2 separate regions of the Rattus norvegicus genome follow, and region 1 is linked to region 2. A link is a contact called in public Hi-C data. All regions are on one chromosome and are shown on one strand. The core of a region is the stretch at or near the end of the contact, and the rest is flanking DNA. Distances in the headings are between cores, read along the strand shown. Region 1 has its middle 210 kb from the start of Meis2. Region 2 has its middle 64 kb from the start of Cdin1.

The links. A called contact is a pair of places that touch in the nucleus more often than the background predicts.
Region 1: a contact with region 2 is called in a Hi-C map of liver, with 6 times the contacts expected there. The contact joins two enhancer-like sites. A contact is called at or near these places in 7 of 12 Hi-C or Micro-C datasets (the A7r5 cell line, Schwann cells, frontal cortex and 3 more).

Annotation. Positions count from the first base shown.
Region 1 is chr3:123,187,482-123,191,723 of GRCr8, forward strand. No RefSeq gene overlaps it. Among named protein-coding and RNA genes, the nearest start is that of Meis2, 210 kb to the right of the region's middle. Within about 2 kb of position 1,765, at least 15 of the 93 cell types and tissues checked have an H3K27ac peak or open chromatin away from gene starts, as enhancers often do. A contact at or near this core is called in liver, where this site is marked.
Region 2 is chr3:122,829,268-122,833,844 of GRCr8, forward strand. No RefSeq gene overlaps it. Among named protein-coding and RNA genes, the nearest start is that of Cdin1, 64 kb to the right of the region's middle. Within about 2 kb of position 1,529, at least 1 of the 93 cell types and tissues checked has an H3K27ac peak or open chromatin away from gene starts, as enhancers often do. A contact at or near this core is called in liver, where this site is marked.

The sequences.
Region 1 (4,242 bases), core at 515-3,014, 360 kb after region 2:
AATTCAAGTTTCTAAGGAAAACATAAGGGCTTTTGCGTATGGGGAGACATTCTTTCTTGGGACTCCAAGGGCAAAGAACGGCTACATCTTTGTCAGAAAGCCCAGTGATTGGGGTTCTTAACCACCTTTTTCTGTAGGGTGTGGGTCTCTGGTTATTAGGGCATCAGCATTCAGATGCAGGCTTGGGGGGCCGTGGGGGGATGGGGTGGAGGGTAGTTACTTGAAAGTGCACAATATTGGTATCTAATTCTCTTTTCCATGAACTCAATTTGATACAAAAAGCTTGTAAAATTCAAGTGACAGGAGTGGACTGATAGATGTGGACAAGGTAACATCTTTAACACCTGCCCAACTTTCATTCGCAAAACCGCTGGACATTAAAAAAAAAAAATGGGGGAAACCTAATGACTGACATTAGTGTTTTGTTTTATCCGGTAGAGGCATCATTTGATCCTGTTTCTTTTGTAGCCAGACTGAGCAAACCAGAAGTGAAAACAGTCTCTTAACAGCAACAAATCCAGGGTGTTTAACTCAGGTTCCTTGGATTTTATCATTATTATTATTTTCGTTCTCTCCTTGCCTTTAAAGCAAAACAAAACAATTTTTAAAAAGAGCGCCATTCCTCCTGGAGAGTTAATTTTGTTGCCACAATGTAGGCGTAGGACTGTTCACAGCCATCTGAGAAGAGAAGTCTTAGTGATCTCGTTCTTTCAATCATAATCGTCAAGTGGTTTAAGATTAATGGCAGGGTATTTTCTGTCTCTTCTGGAGGACCTTTGTGTCAGTTTACTTAGAACATTGACTAGACTGTCAGTGTCTCCCAATTTTGTTAAGCTGTATGTAACCAAACACACTAGGATTTCTCCATTTCCTCCACCAGTGAGCATGAGAGTATTACTGCGGATGTGCTTGTGTTCTGAATTCGGCTGCACTGAAGCCACTTCCTTGTGTTTGTTTTCATGTGTTTATGTAGTCACCGTACAACTATGTATTCCATATGCACGCGTATACCTATATACACATTTATTTAAGGTGGTCTATGTGTTGTGCAGTAACCCCTCTTACACGTTACTGAGCTTAAAGGGGATCTTTCAAAAAGTGAACCGCAGTGCCAGACTTCCCCCAGTAGACTATACTTTTAAAGCAATGCAATCAACTTCAAAACAGAGTCCCTCTCATCATAACAGCTTGCTTGATGGTGCATATTTAAATTTATCTCCGTTATTACAAAAGCCCCTAACAATATTTCAAGCTCAGCTGCATTGAGGCACCCCTATTCTCTGCCCAAAGATCTGGGTTGGTTCCCACCACTGCCTTTCTAGAAGCTCCCCTTTCTGTGGGGCCCCAGGGTGCCTGATCCAGACCTCCAACGTCTAGGAACTGGGGTGGGGGCTGAGCAGAGGAGCCAGGGTAGAGAATGGATCGCACAATCCACAAACTAGAAGCACTGGGAAGGAAAGAATGGAGACGCACCTTTGCAAATTCCGTTCTCCCTGTCGCCTTTTCTTTCCTTCCCCAGAGCCTCGTTCCTTAGAATTGCTCTCAACACCCCCACACACACACTCCCGCAATCTGATTCTTTAAAATCAAAACCAAAAAGTCCCCGAGAAGCTAAAGTCGTTCCGCGTGGTAGATTGTCACGTTTGGTGTGTGCGGGGTCTAACTGCAGTGGGGAGACCCTTCTGAGAGAGTAATCTGGGCGCTCCAAGTACGCTGCTGTGCGGCGAACCCCAAGCCTCTGAAACCGCGCGGCGCACTTTGCGTCTCAGAGAGATGAAAAGTGCCTGCACTCTGGCGGCGGCGGGATATTGGGGTGCTCTCCAGCAGCTCTGTCCTTGTCCAGCAAAAAGCGAGAAAGCAGAGCCAGAGAAGAAAACATGCGCATGGGAAAGACCTGTTTGTGAATAGATACTCTGACAATTAAGACGGACGGACGGACAGACAGACAGAGACACAGAGAAAGAGAAAGAGAGAATTTTGAACGCTCTGGGATCCCACTGATGTGTGCAAAAGGGGCTACCTCAAATTGAAACTGCTTAAATTCCAAAAGTGATTCCTGTAGACTTTTATAAACCTGTGAAATTTCCCCCAGGAGTTTGATTTTACAAGTATTAGAAATATTATTTGGCATTCCTTGTTGCCCCTCCCCAGATATCTATTTTTTAGTAATAATAAAACCTTCTGTATTGCACATTAAAATGTATCTTTGGAAGTGAAACCTACAAGGAGATAAAAAGCAAACTCGAGCAAACCCCCGCAGAATAAAAAAATTAGAAAACGTATCCTTTTCCTTAGGCATTTGGTCGGTTATTCCCCGAGGCCAAGTGAAAGGTGTGAGTACTTTCCTATTTTATTATTATTTTTATCATTTATCCACTTAAATGTTCAGCATTGACAAACTAGTCCTTCGCTGCAGCCAGACGAGGGCGGGAGTAGTGGGAAGGGTAGGTGGAGGGTGGGGGGCGCAGAAAAACACCGTTGGCTTCGCGGGGGGCTGTCCCGCCGCGGTCTACCCTGCTAGCCAGCAGGGGGCGCTCTGATGTTATCTGTGGACCAGCCCGCCGAGCGGCTCAGAGCTGGTGACACAGGCTTGGCGGTTTCACGCAGCTGCAAAAGGAAAGGGAGGACGATCAGAGCTCCTAAACCCTCAACAGCGATTCCACTTGGCTTATTTACCTTGGGCTCGAAATGCATCTACGTTTCACTTCAACTAGTTTAGTGCTCCCGCTCCGACCTCTTTTCATCTGTGTCTTTACAGCACAAGTATAATCACCCGTCTTGAAATATACATTAATGCAACTTATTAGATGCGACGATGAATAGTCAACATTTTTTTCGCCTGTTAGTTCCGCTGATCCAAGCAGGATTTATTTGCAGGTCTCACATCCCGGAGTCATAATGCGCCCCCAAGTGTCCACCCCCCCCCCCCCCGCTAAATAAAATTGGTCAAATGTTGACAACCTGTAAGGCAACCTACCACTCAAGATTAGTGATGGGAAACTAATGAGAAAATATCAGATCGCCCGGCCCGAGGGCTGCCAATTAAATCTTCGCTGATTGAAAAATAAAAGCGGACTTGGGGTGTGAGCCCAGCTCAACTTGAACTATTAATTTAACATGTTGCCGGTCCGTGCCTTCCCTCACTCCATCAGCGCCTCCCCCTCTCTCATCCTTCAACCTAAAAGCCAAATGTTATTTCTCGAAATATTTCAAGAGGTCCAAATCAGAATGATCATTTCTTACACGGTAAATATTAGCCCTTTAAGCAATATGATTTAACTAATTAGAAAATTTACATCATTAAGTCTCAGGGAGAGAAAGAAGAGAAACAGATCTGCCAATCATTTTAAAGGAGACAGGCACTATTGAAGTGTGAAGAAATCGGCTCTAATTCAAAAAGGCAATCGGGCAGAAAAAGCCCTCAACATTACCCTGCTAGTTATTAATCAGAAAGGGCCCTCTCTTCTCCCTGCACCCCTCCCCTCTGTGCACTGAGTTTAAGTTCGGTTTTTTTGCCAGTGGCCCATGCCATATTTATATTGAGGTTTTGTTTGCTAAAGGATTAAAATTTGAAAATGTTTCAGTATGAAGTAAACAGAATCGTCTAAAGGGAAAAACAAAAATCTTCACAGACTGGTAAACTTGTGGTAATGCAGCATTCTCTCACTCCTTATTTCTATTCTTTCTTCCCCGTGAAGTTCCTATTTTGAAACCTGCTCGGTGAGAACTAGATAGTCTTTGTGCTCTGTTCCCCTCCCCCCTCCTGTACCTCCTCCTTCCTCCAAAGCAAAAACCTAGACCGAAAGCAGAAAAGTACAAATACATTAACAAAGCCGGACTCCCTCGATAAAAAAAAAAAAAAAAAAAAAGGCCACGGTCTAGGTCTAGGTCTAGGCTTACACTCAGGAATCTACAGAAATGGGGACCTGTCCTGTGGGTCTGCAGACAATATGACACACTGAGTATTTCCCCCACCTATACATAGGAGTCCACACGGTGCGTAGTTAGAGGAGAGTAGAAGGCAGGTAGGTGAGACTAATTTTAATGTGCACTCTGTGTGTGTGTGTGTGTGTGTGTGTGTGTGTGTGTGTGTGTGGCTTTTGTCTACCTCACTCCCTTTCTATTCAGCTTAAAACAGCAGCCTCATTATATGTAGGTGCCCCTTCTCATCATACTCTTACTTAAGCCCTCCGTTCACCACACACATAGCCCTTTCCCCAGTCTTCTCATTCCCAGCAAATT
Region 2 (4,577 bases), core at 279-2,778:
TTTCGAGGGGTAACAGCCGTGTGGAGACTGTCTTTATTAAGGGTCTTAATGAGTCTTCTGCCTGTATTTTTCTACTAGGGATGTCAAATGAGGTTCAAAAGCGAATGGTAACTGTAACGCGGTGACGCGCACTAAAAATAGCCCTATAAATCTGCTCGTTTTGTTTAGATAGTCTCCAGAGTTGTAAAAAGTAGGCCCGCTCAGCTTTATTATTGTTTTGGAAAAACTAATTCTGTAGAGAATAGACCACTGACGATGCCGGATTACTTTTCAGAAGATTTATTAAGACTATCCGTAGCCTTAATTTTTTTTTAAAGGAAACTTTATCCTCTATTTTCCCTAAATCCAATAGAATCTTCAATGGAAAAAAAAACTTTTATTCATTAGAATTGAGTTTTTCAGAGTAATTTTATCTAAAATGGAAATTAAATTAATTAGAATTCCAAATGGAATTCTCACCCACCCCCACCCTCTGCAATCAGTCAAAAATATGTTGCTTCCAACATTCCCAGTAACAGTCACAGTATTTACACCTAGCTTACCATGAGGTTTTAAAAATAACTCCAGGAGAACATTTTTTTAGGACATTTACAATCTGAATTAGACAACAAAAAATAAACAAAAGTCAGGCATTTCTCTGTGGAAAAAAAATAGCTACTGTAAATTACGATGTTTGACGAAGGATGTATTTTTAGAAAACCATGTAATTTGAATTTGAGAGATGGGTCAGGCTGAAGAGGAGATACATGAACCCTACAAAGGCTTAGGAAGGGGACTTGTCCTTTCTCTTGAGAAGAAGTACAGGAGGCATAAACCCTTCCTTCCCCCTGCTTCACGATAGGCACAGGATTCCGGGGATTGGTCGGGTGACTTTGCACTTAGGCCAAGATTGATTGCATCCAGAGCTTTGTTTTGTAATGCCTTATCCCAATGGAGGCATGTATAAACAGGCAAAATGACTAAATTGGGCAGCAATCTGACCTTCCAGAAGAGAGGCAGTTTAAAAAAAACTGCATCAACTTTTCTTTGAAGACACAAGCTTCACTCACGTCACTGAAGGGAGCCTTACAGCTTAGCTCGTTTGCTTGCCCACGGCCAGACTGTACACTTGAATTACCGAGAAATAGGAGTACCTAGGCTTTGAGCCTTCTCCTCCCTGCCCCCACTCCCAACCCTCTTCCCCTCGAGTTCAGAAAGAAAATAGTGTTACTAGTCAAGTGATCGTTGTCAAAACCACGCAAGTGCCAAACAAGACAGAGCCAAACGATCATTAGTTCAGCATTCAGCTCAGATTTCTCTAATGTTCAATTAATGGGCTAGATTTCATCCAAGTTGGGTTTTTTTTTTCTTTTCTTGTAAAGTCTTGGGAATGCTGTAAGCCATCTCTTAAAGGGGTTGTGGAAGCTAGGCTTACAGTCTTTAATCGGTTAATATTAAAATTTTTTAAAGCTGAGCTATGGTTTCTGACGACCTTAGCTATCCCATTTTCATGACGTACAGTTTGAAATGACGAGTTCAATCAGCTGAAAGAATTTGCTGAGCAATGCACCAGCACCACATTAGAGCTGAACATGTGTGGCTTAACGGCCTAAGGGGTAAACAGCCAATCCAGCTCTCGTTTTTTTTGCAAGTTTCTGATTTTATGTAGAGAGGTAACAGAAAACTCTGACCCTATCTCTAAGCCATCCTGGAAACTATGAAGGAGAGTCTGCCTCTCACATAAGTAAGTCACATATAGCGTTTCAAACATTGAGAATGCTGTTGTATTTTTTTACAACTATTTCTTGACAAATGCCACCATAAAAAAAAAAACAAAAAACAAAAAACAAAAACAAAAAGCAACTAGAAACATGAGAGTAACCAAGCAGAACTTTCGAAAGAGAGAGGAAAGTGATACCATAATTTTTGTTTGTAAACCCATTGACATAAAGAGTCTAACCTGTCACAAATTATGCCTCACCGCCGTCTGTTACTTAGGAACAGTCAAAGCCAACAGCATTTTGCTTTCATCAATTTTGTGTTAGAATTTTGAGAATCTGAATTGGGGAGAACATGGGCCAGGGAACAGGATAATGTACCTACATGGCTTCTCCTCCCTGGGCATGTACACTTGAGCTCAAAGATCAAATGCTGTTTGTGCTGAAGAATGTAGTTGCTGCTTCTAAAAGGTAATTCTTGGGTTGTTTAGAAATATTTTAAATGCCTGCTAATGAGAGTCAGAAAAAAAAAAAAAAAAAAAGCACAGAAGACAGAATTGGTTCCAGGGACAATCACACCATCGTCAAAAAGATTAACATGCCACTAGGGGACAGCAGAAAGTCACAGAATAAAGCACTGGTAGGGACCAGAACAAAAGGCTTTTCTTTGTCGAAAGAGAGAGGGGGATAAAGGAGAGACGGAGAGACAGAAAGAAGAGTGGGGGGGGAGAGAGAGAGAGAGAGAGAGAGAGAGAGATTGATTTCCAAATCTGAATCATTTTACAAGTGAATTCAAAGTACATATTTTAAAAGCCGTAAAAAAAAAAATATGGCCAGCAACCTATTTTTAGATTAAGTTCTGTGTACCAGAATGCTATCTATATATATATGTATGTATGTATGTATATATATATATATATATATATATATATATTTGACAAACTCAAGCATGATTCTATTTTCTGCTATTTAGAGCGAAGAAAAGTTTTTGTCAGAAAAAAAGCAAAAACAAAACAAAGCCATGCACTATAAAACCCATTAGATAGAACACACTAATGACAAAACCCTGCATTTGCTCAGAAAGCCCAGTGTAAAGAGGGCCATCCCCGTATTCAACAGGCACAGAAACACAGGTAACTAGAAAATTGATCACAGCTAGCCCGGAAACTGGGAGTGGAGTGCCGGCAGAGGAAACTGGAACACTTACACATAATTCTGAGCACTGTAGGAGTTGAAATGGCTGAAATAAGTTAACATTGGTGGTAATCTTAAGAGCTTATGTGCATCCTTGAGCTATTTACTGTGTGAAACGCCCATCGATGAGTCCGTGTTTCTACAACTGCCATCATTCCGAGCGCCATAGGTTTCCAACAACAGATGGGGAACAACGTTATCACTCAGCAAGACTTAGACTTTAAGGTTCTTAAGTCCATGGGTCTCCTTCCTTAGTTTGAGCTTCACAAAGCCAGCATCACTGGCCACTCAGTTCGTATCTCCCCTGCTAACAATGTCAATGATGTTTGTAATTTTTTTTTAGTAATTCCTACTATTCAGCTATTGTTTCTTTGATGTGGACATTTCTAGTCCTTGATTTGTGTCGTATGTATCTACTGTTTACTCGCCTCATAATTACCATTTCCCTTTATGTTATAAAATCAAAAGGTTGGGAAAGCTTTGAAAAGTCATCCCATCCCTTTTCTGGTTTGTTTGTATTGTTTGTAAAGGCAGAAATTAAATATGGCCAATCTGCTTCTTGGCCCTGATTCTCATATTTAACTACACCGGTTCCACAAAATAGTGTCAACCATCAGTGAGTACTGTTCCTCACACACTTGGACTATTAGAATTACTTTCCCATGACCAAAAACAAAACTTTGGTTAAAATAGTCTGCGTATTATAAATACCTCCAATACTTTTCTCTTTTTCTTTTATTTATGTATGCAACTCCCCTCCCCCTTTCTATACTGTATTTCATTTTCTTCCGGCCAAATATCCTAAGTGATACATTTCATTCAACCCATATGGTCTCTGGCCCCAGATCACAATTTATCCACTCTTTTCCTCTCCAGGGTCTTGCATGGGGAATTGTCCTTTCCTTTTTATTTTTCAACTTCAACTTTCTGACTTAAAATATAATTAATAACCATAAGTCAGTACAGTCTAAATCCAGAAAACCTGAGTCTTTTTCCCTTGCACATCTCCTGGGGTCGGGAAGGCTCCGTAACATCTTGCTTGAATCCCCATTGACTGCACTTAAGACTCCAGGGCTTGTACTGTCCTCGGAGGAAACGGAGACCAGCTGTTCACCTCTACCTGCAAAGGGCTGTGTTCTGTCATGGATTCGAGGGCTGCTGTTAAGCCCTCCCGCTCTGCCTTTCCAGACTAAACAAGGCCGCTGCTTCACCCCTGTTTCACTGGGGCTATTTCTCAATTCCTCAGCCTTCTTGCTGCTGTCTCTGGACCTATTCTAAACTCTGCACATTTGGCAGAAGTCTTGGGAAGAAATAGGACATGATAGGATAATAAGCAATTGATTAATATTGCATTTAATATGGACGGCCAGTCATCTATACTCATGAATTCTTCGTGACTGTCAGTATTTGTGTGTGTGCAACAGGGCTATGTTTTAACCCATAAACACCTCTTTTTCCTTACCTAAAATTAAACAAATCCTTTCCGATTAATAATTAATGTTTTTCATTTCTAGTAGTTAACCATTTTTACTTTTCCCCCAAGAACATTTACTTTTTCTCTTTCCTTCTATATTTCTTTTTCTCCATTTTTTTTCTCAAATTTAATTCCCAATAACCAACAAAAAGACAAAAATCGATAAGTTTTTAGAATGCAAAATGAATTGAAATGTATATTTAAATAACTTT